Regions from separate parts of the Triticum aestivum genome. Here region 2 is linked to region 1. A link is a contact called in public Hi-C data. All regions are on one chromosome and are shown on one strand. Each heading gives the region's core, a stretch centred on a gene start, on an enhancer-like site or on the middle of the called end of the contact. The rest is flanking DNA. Distances are from core to core; before and after follow the strand shown. Region 1 has its middle 4.7 kb from the start of TRNAV-AAC. Region 2 holds the start of LOC123165104 (peptidyl-prolyl cis-trans isomerase CYP40).

Evidence for each region. Hi-C and Micro-C count contacts between places; a contact is called where the count stands out from the background.
Region 2: a contact with region 1 is called in a Hi-C map of leaf, with 5 times the contacts expected there. The contact joins the promoter of LOC123165104 here to the enhancer-like site in region 1. A contact is called at or near these places in 3 of 5 Hi-C or Micro-C datasets (leaf and an unstated tissue) and 1 of 1 datasets of contacts at active chromatin or transcription factors (leaf).

What each region holds. Positions count from the first base shown.
Region 1 is chr7D:131,493,914-131,498,495 of IWGSC CS RefSeq v2.1, forward strand. No RefSeq gene overlaps it. Among protein-coding and RNA genes, the nearest start is that of TRNAV-AAC, 4.7 kb to the left of the region's middle. Within about 2 kb of position 2,163, at least 3 of the 8 cell types and tissues checked have an H3K27ac peak or open chromatin away from gene starts, as enhancers often do.
Region 2 is chr7D:131,770,992-131,775,573 of IWGSC CS RefSeq v2.1, forward strand. LOC123165104 (peptidyl-prolyl cis-trans isomerase CYP40) reads left to right here and starts at 1,916. Exons shown (of 9, transcript XM_044582736.1): 1 at 1,916-2,293; 2 at 3,914-4,414. The coding sequence starts at 2,084.

The sequences.
Region 1 (4,582 bases), core at 913-3,412:
TAAAATATGTTCATCATGTTTTTCTAATATGTTCATGAAATGCAAAAAAAGTTTTCATAATTCTCAGAAAATGTTTGTAGCATTGAGAAAAAAAAAGTATTTCATGGCATTTAAAAAATGTTAAAACGTTTAAAATATATATGTTCATTAAGTTAAAAAAAATGTTCAACATGTGTATAAAAATGTACATAGTGTATTTAAATAATATTTATTGTGAATTTGACAAATTGTTTACATGCATTTGAAAAATACTGAGCGTGTATCAAGAAAGTATTTTATATGTATTAAAAATGAACTATGATTTACAAATGTCAAGTTTTTTTACATAAGGAAATAATGATAATGATAATAATAATAATAATAATAATAATAATAATAAAATCGAAAATAGGGAAAAAAGAAAAATCAAACAAAAAAGAAATAAACCAAAAAACCAAAATAAAAACCAATAGGAAAACATAGAAAAAAGAAAAGTGAAAAACTAGACGGATGAGGGTCACCATCTATGCCTTTTACACCATTTTGATACTACTGGCATCAACCTGGCTTTGTGGAAAGGCCTTCTTTTTCTTCCTCAACAAGAAAAGATCCCACGGTTTCCTTCTCCTCTTGTTGGCGTCGCTGCTAGTCCGCCTCATCTCAAATGGCCTCTAGGCCATAGAGGTGCGGAGGACCTCGGTCTCCTGCCCGCGGGAGGGACCCCTTTTTTATTCTTGTTTGGTTCAATGTCTTGGTTGGGGCCGTGTGGCGGCAACAACGTCCCTCTGTAGGCATAATGCCTCACGCGTTCTATCCCCGTCTCGATGGTGCGTCTGGTGTCATCGGAGGGTGTGTGGAAGTGTGTCTCTTCGACTCGCGGGATTCGGTTGATGCTGGTATTCGATGGATTTGTTTGGATCCGGTCTTCATTCGCTGTTGTGGTGTTTGAAGGTTTGATCCTTCTTATCTACGAGTTTCTTCATCGGCGTTTGTTGCTGCTCTAGTGCGTTGGTCCTATGGGGTCTTAGCACAACGAACATTCCCGATTGATCCTTCCCGACAGTCTACTACAAGAGGGAGGGGCGATGACGGTGACGCGCCTTCGAGTCGCTCCAATGTTTGTAGTCGTCGTTAGGTGGACCACGGACCTGGTTGTAATTTTTTATCGTCTCTGTTGTGCTTCGTACTGTCATGATTGAAGATAAATAGGCTAATAGTTTCTCAGAAAAAAAAATCTAACCAAGTTTACTTGTACATCTTTAGCTCAAGGTAGATACGCTTTGATTGCTATAAACTCATGATACAACTATCACTCATGTATAAACTACTCTCTCTCTAAACTAATATAAGACTTTTTAGATCACCAAGTACGGAGGAGTATTTCTGAGTAATAAAGCTTGACGAATTGTTTTTTTCTTAACTTCTATACCTTGACCGTGCGGAGTGGGGCCAGAGCACCACCTACGCACGCTTTTGGTGCAAATGGCAGAGGTTGCACGCGAGAGAATATCAGGTGCTTCCAAGCCTCATATACTACGGTGATACGAGCTCCTCGGGTCTTATTATTTTAGTGAAAAGGCACTTAAAGAGTTTAGAAATTGCGCACAAGTATAAAAAATGCTTAGATGTCATTGGATCTGAGATCTAATGGCCTAGAAACTTATATCAACGTAGCATCTAAAGCTTGGGAGCACCTGATATTTTCCTGGTTGCGCACTTGTGTCGTTTATTAGGTGGCTCATTCCGAAAAATATACTTCATCCATTCTATAATGTAAGACGTTTTTAACACTATATTAGTGTTATAAAGCGTCTTATATTACGAGACGGAGGAGTATACGATGGAGTCGGTGAGGCCTTCACTACTTCATCTGAATCTCTTCGCGTCATGAACGAACCAGACAATACGATAACTGCAACCCTGCAAGTCTGCAACCGCACCGAGCTCCCGGGCCACCACGATAACTGCACTCAACTATGGCTTTGACTCTCTCGACTGTGCGCGGCCAAGAAATCCAAGACAGCCCCCAATAATTGCAGGACACGGACGGCGCCACCGGCTCACGTCTGTACTTGCCAGCCAAATGGCCGGGACGGCCGCGCATGCCCGCCGCAGCATGGCCGATCGCGCCGCGGTGCAGGAACCCGAGAGAAAGGCTGGCGACGACGGTCTACGCTACGCGCCGCGCAGAGGGTGGCCACGGGGTGAGGGGCCCGGCCGGTTGAGGCGCCGACCGCCGTGTGCTGTCGACGTCCCGCGCCGCTCCGCCAGGTGACGGGACAGCGACCCGACGTGGGCGGAGACCAGATTTGGGGGAGGAGGAGGCAGAATAGCTTGGGAAGTCAGGACAGCGTGAGGCCAAATCACGGCGCCCGAGAGGCAGGGGCAGGCAGGGCGGGCGGTGGAGCCGACGCGGGCCTTTTTCCGCCGAGTGAGAGCAACTCTAGCGAAGACCCTAAATATTGAGCACCAGGAGTCATAAAACTTGCATCACATATTCAGTTTGATGCTGGAAGTTTAAAAATACGAAATTGCAGTCACACGGTCACACTTTGCCCGTATTCAATGTATCCCGCGCTTACGTAGCGTGATAGCATGGCGGGGCCACTGTCAGTGACTGGAAGCACTTCATGTGACACGTGCAATTTTTTTGAAGAAACACCCCTCAGTTTATATTTAATTACGCAAAAGACCCTTGTCTGGACCCGCTTGTCAGCGCGAGATGGGGTGGGAAAAATGTAAAAGGAAAAATGTCCCCGGGGAGATTCATGCTAGTGACCTCGAGCATGTACATACACGTCCTAACCACTGCACATAGTACAAGTTGGTGTCCATAGAGAGACACACTTGATTTTATTTCTTTACGTATAGGATCTGTCAAAAAAATTTGGAAAAATGTTGATGTGGGTGGGGTTCAAACCATGATCTACTTCTTAGTGCCACGCATGGGTAGCCAACATACCAGTGGTGCTTGACGTTTAATTAGCATAACTGGAATCTTCGTATCCTCATAAGACAGAAATTATCAAAAATCTACACAAAAAATAGGAGCCCGCGGATTGAACCCTTGACCTGGATGACATTCGTCCTCTAAAGAGATAATCCGAATTTTTATTATATATAGTTGGCTGCCATACTAATTTTTACTTTTATTTTGCAAATTTGCACACCGTACCTAACTTTAAAAATAGGTTCCCCGTAAAAAACTGGATCATAAAAATTTCTGGTTTCATAATATGTCTCCAGATGTAAATCAGCCCATTTTATTTTATTTTGGAAAAAAATTAAGTACGCAACATAAAGTTCCAGAATGATACCGTGCAAAATTTCATCCATATTGTATAAAATTTCACCATTTTTTTCATTTAACAGGACACATGCACATGTATGATGGAATTTCATCCATATTGTATAAATTTCCATCGATTTTTTCCAATACGTTGCGAGCCAACTGATGATAATCTCGGGCGTTTTCAGTATAAAATCAAGTGTATCTCTTCTTTGACGTGAATTTGTGTCTGGCGCCATGGTTGGTTCCTGTAAATTTGTGCTTGATAGCTTGGGTTCAAGCCGCACCATCTTCATCATTTTTAATTTTACTTTAGAGATCCTGTACGTATAAAGAAATAAAAAGAAGTGCCTTTGTATATATGGACATCAACTCATATTGGGTTGCAGTGGTTAATTGATGCGTGTGCATGTTCGAGGTCGCTAGCTTGAATCACACTAAGCTCATTTTTTTTTCCATTCACATTTCTCCTGCCCACCCCCTGCTGACAAATTGGACTCAGCGAAGGTCTTTGTGTAACTAAATACAAGGCAAGGGGTGTTTCTGCAAAAAAATAACGCGTGTTGTTTCAGTCACTGACATTGGGCCCTGCCATGCTCTGTTACGCCACATAAGCACGGGATACGCCGAATGCGAGAAAAGTGACCGTATTTGCACATTCGAATTAAGTTTAAGTGACTGCAATTCCGTATTTTAAAAGTTCTAGCACCAAACTGAACATGCGACGCAAGTTCTATAACCTCCGGCGATATTACCTCCCAAATATTCTCGGTCTGTCAGTTTGGGTCTAAACGGACAAATGAAGCGGCCCAACGTGCAACCTCATCCACAAAAAAAGTCCGTTTCTGATCCGGTTTGCCCCATCCCGAGCGCAAATTTGGTTGGGCTTTGCGGTCGAGCGGACACAGAACGGACGCGTGCCGGCGCGGCGGTGGGCGGCGCGGGACGACGCTGCTACGGGGCGGCCAGGGCGCGCGCGCACGGGCGGCGTGCGCGGGCGCGCGGCGCGTCGACGGGCGGCGGGGCGCGGCTGCGAGCTGGCGCTGCGGGACGACCACGGCGGGGCTGCCAGGGCGCGGGCGGGCGGGCGGCCACGGCGGGCGCGGGGCGCCTGCCGGCGCTGCTGCGGGCGCGGCGCTGCGGGACGACCACGGAGGGGCGCGGTGCTGCGGCCACGGTTGTTCCGCAGCGTGGCTGCAGGAAAGTATCTCGTCACAGCCTCGTCCACTGCACCGGCGAGGCGAGAGCACGAGCTCGCGGGCGGATAAGGCGCATGCGTGGGCGCTTGGCCGAGGCGGACAGTTTAGGGATAGT
Region 2 (4,582 bases), core at 666-3,165, 280 kb after region 1:
CAACATGGCACATGTAGCGGTGCATCCATGGCACACATGTTTGTTCACACGTGTCATCCACATTTGTTTTAGACATTTGCAATCACATTTTATGACACATGGCAACTCTAGCTGTCCAGGCATGGCAACTGCAGCTGTCAGCTATGTTCCTTTCTTCTAACTCACTGTCCACAACTTCACTTCATGTACTCACCTGTGTACGACGTTGATGGCAGGTACATGGTTGCCGCCTGATGCCACGTGCTGCATGAAGGTCCTACATTTTTCCGATGTAACTCGTGAGTCTTTTGCCATCCTTGCAAGTTTAATTTCATGTCCACAACAGTAAGTTTCTTTTTCGTATGCGTTACCTTGATTTGCCACATGAGCTACTTGAAGTTGGTTGCCCATACATTTGTCAGCGTTAGCGCCCTGTGACTGAACTTGCCATGGTGCCCCCCTGACTGTGGTTTGGTCATAAGAACCTGCGAAAAATGAGATTGTAGGACATAAGTAGAATGACATCTTCATCGTCACGAACATGGCGACTGTTTCTTTTTTGTTTATCATGCATCGTACCGATGCCCGCGTACTGCTCCAGTAGTGGCAGCAAAGGCCCTGCAGAAATGAGTTGATTGTACTCTGCTGCACCCCAGGGGGCATTTCCGGCCTTTGGGAAAACCAAGGATCATTGCCGTCTTCGTGATTCATTCTTCCGCTTTTTTTTCTGCCAATGTGTTTTCAGTCACTGCATGAACAAGAACGTATCAACAATCCGCAAAATGCATTCTTGCTGTTTGCACGTAGAAGATAACACGGCAATCTTATCACATTTCCTGCGTAGGCAACCAACACATCATGGCAAGTAGGACATGCACATTCATTCTCTTTTCTGAAATCTGGATGCCAGCTATCATTTTGAAGCGATGGCAACAACCAATAAAATAGGATGGCAAGCAACAAGACAACATGATGGCAGCTAACGACCACGATAGGTGGCAACTGATGTTAGATACAAGTGGCAAATATTTTTTCTCCCTCCCTATGCCAAATTTCTCCTTTCTCTCCCTATTTTCAGTGATTCATGCGCATCCTTCATTACCAACTACTCATACCAAGCCAACCCAGAAGCTTAGCTCAACTCTAGCATAGTATATGGCAGATCTGGCGTATGTTGGTGGGCAAATGCGAATACACATAAATCCGTGGGGTGTTTTCCCTCATAGCGTGGATCCAGTCGCCATCTTCGTGGGCAAATTTGCAATTTCAAATTTCTGGAAAGAAGAAGGACGAGAAATAGAAGGAGATCGGAGATCGACCTGCTTTTTGCTCGTCGTCTTGGGAGGGCGGGGTTGGGGGGTGGGGGTGGGTGGTTGGCGGTGGGAAGGCGCTATGGATCTGTCCTGGTTGCCATGGCAACCAGAGAAGGAAGGCGATGGAGGTAGGGGATCGAGAGGTAGGAGACGATGGCGGCAGGTCGGACTGGGGATCGAGAGGAGGCCGGGACGACTGGCGTGCCGGGTCATGCGGGCGGCGCGGTCGTTTGCCCGGACGTGTGGGCGATTTTGCCACACACCGGACGTGCGGGCTGTGGCTGCGCACGCCCGGACGCGGTCGTGCGGGCGGGGTCATCTCCGTGCCACACAGGGCGTGCGGCACAACCAACCGATACACCACACGTGTGGCAGTTATCGGCGTCCATTTTATTTTTATTTTTATTTTTTTTCTTCTGTGTTTTTTGAGGTAATCAGGCCAGAAAATGTTAGATGTGCGCTGCAGGCCGTGCCATGCTAGGCACATTTAAGCATGGGCTGGGCCGGCCCAGATGCCGAGGTACGCTGAAAACCGTTCACGTTGCAATAGACTATTTTGCCCTCAGCGAGGACCCGATAAACCCACACCTACCCGATAAAACTCCGGGACCGGAAAACTTTACCCTAGCCCCCACCCCCACCCCCCTCGGTCCACCCCTCGTGCCCAGACGCGGTTCTCGCCGTTATTCTCCCGTGGTAACGGACGAGCGCCACCACCACCTCCGCTTCCGCCGCACCTCGACAAGCTCCACCCAGGCTAGGGTTTGATCCCCGGTCCCTTCGTCGGAGCAATGGAGGGCGCAGCACCGGCCCCAGCGGCGGCGGCGGCGGAGGTGAAAAACCCGAGGTGCTTCATGGACATCACCATCGGCGGCGAGATGGAGGGGAGGATCGTGATAGAGCTGTACGCGTCCGTGGTCCCGCGGACGGCGGAGAATTTCCGCGCGCTCTGCACCGGCGAGAAGGGCGTCGGCGCCTCCGGCAAGCCGCTCCACTATAAGGTTAGTGTATTGAGTGCTTACTGATTAGAGCACCTTCTGATTTGATTCCTTCGGTGCTGTCGCCGAGTGGTTCGAGTGGTGCAAAATGCAATTTGGTCTGGTTGAGCGACACTCTTGAGCGATTGGGGAGTAGTTTGCATAATAATTGTGCCGTTTAGTGTCAGAACATCTGAGTTTTGGTGCGATTTGGCTGCTCCTGTTACCTTTTTCAGCGAAAATTGCTTTTTCTGATGCAATTGACAATATAGGGTTTTGACCCGGATTTCGTATGGTCTGCCCTCCTATTTCTTGTAGATCAATTTCTTCAGAGGCTTCGTTTTGGTCGGGAGGGATTTGCTTCCCGTGTAATTACATAGCTGCTCCTGCTGATAATTGGAACCCGTCTTTGTAAATATCGCCCCCTTTTTGTCACATGGCTGGATTTTGCTCAATCTATGCTCTAACCTAGCCGGACCAGTGCCTACTTTTTCCTTTGTACTCAGAAAGTAGTACTATTACTTTCCCTGTGATGTCAAATCCTGTCCTTTGCCTGTCAAAAAACAATTCGTGTCCTTTGATGTACAGTTAACACTGCTAGTACCACAAGTCCTGCCACTGTTAATAAGGGCCCCCTCCCTTTTGACTTCATTCCAAAATTGCACAATGCATATATTAACCTATAAGTACCATCACGTGGTAGCTTTTGTGCGCGGGCATGTGCTTGTCGGAACCTGGTAAATACACTCCTTTTTCCCACTTAAAAGTTGGCACATCTGCCTCGTGCTGCTACAGTGCTCGTAAATCTGTGTATGAATAGGCAATGATTTGCTATCAGCCTTACAATGCAGTGATTAGATCACATGGAGATTCTTGTACGCGCGAGGAACTACGGTGCTGTTCGCAATAGTGTGTGCATGTGGTACTTTCATCACAAAATATTCCATTGACAGGCCAGTTAGTGCAAAACACTGCACCTCTTTATTTTAAGCGAAAACATAGCAGACCAATTTTGAGTAATCCGGAGAATTTTGTCTCCATAAAGAAACATTCGTTGCGCAGCTGGCCTTGTAGCCTTTTGGAAGGACAGAAGCCATCACTGTATCTTGATTTTGTTTGCCACTCATTTTGATTTATGTTTTGGTCACTGTTCTTACATAAAGTGAGGACACAATTTGTTGGTTGCCACGTGCTTAGCTTTTGGGTAACTGCTTGGCCTTCCGCACTCAACCTGAGTGAAACTAATGTTTATGAGAACAGTGATGCGTGCGAACTGAGAGTAAGTGCAGTAGTACTAGCTGATTTCTTTCTGCTTACCTGTTGGAGACTGTGTGATGTGCATTTGGATATGGATTCTGAATGTGCATGATGGGTATTTTTGGTTGCAGTGTTTCTGGACAGAGCCACTCACCATCTTAACTTCTGATATTATCGATGATCATTCTTCTTCCTAACGGATGGAATTTATCGGTGTTCTTCTGTGTTGAAAACTATTATTTTTTCTAATTTCCATTTTCCAATTTCAACCAACAAAAGTCATGGTGAAAGTTTGATGTTGTCACAACTGTTTATGCTGCACTGATTCGCTTACTAGTTCTTCACAGTAAGCACTTGACACATCTTTGGTAATTGATATTCTTGCAGGGATCATACTTCCATCGCATTATCAAAGGTTTTATGGTACAAGGTGGAGATTTTACTGCTGGTGATGGAACAGGAGGGGAGTCGATTTATGGATCGAAATTTGAGGATGAGAATTTTATTTTAAAGCATGAGAGGAAGGGAATATTATCTATGGCCAATTCTGGCCCCAACACAAATGGATCTCAATTTTTCATCACTACCACCCGAACACCTCATTTAGATGGGAAACATGTAGTTTTTGCGAGAGTAATAAAGGGAATGGGTGTGGTTCGTTCTTGTGAGCACATTCCTGTTGGAGAAGCTGACCGTCCCACAGTTGATGCCGTAATTGCTGAATGTGGGGAACTTCCTGAAGGTGCAGATGATGGAGTTGTGAACTTTTTCAAGGATGGTGACATGTATCCTGACTGGCCAAATGATCTCGATGAGAAGCCTACAGAGGTTTCATGGTGGATGGAAGCTGTGGAGTCTGCCAAGGCTTTTGGGAATGATAATTTCAAGGTAATTTCTGTCCTAGCTAAGCTATATCTTATTTTGTTTAGGTTAGTGGTATTTCCACATTTTCAGACTAAACTTTACTAGTTTGCCCTTATATCTCAGATGTGTGCTCAATTTTTCGCAACAATGTTTACTGCATTGGGTGATACTATTCTAACCCGTGCATCTTTT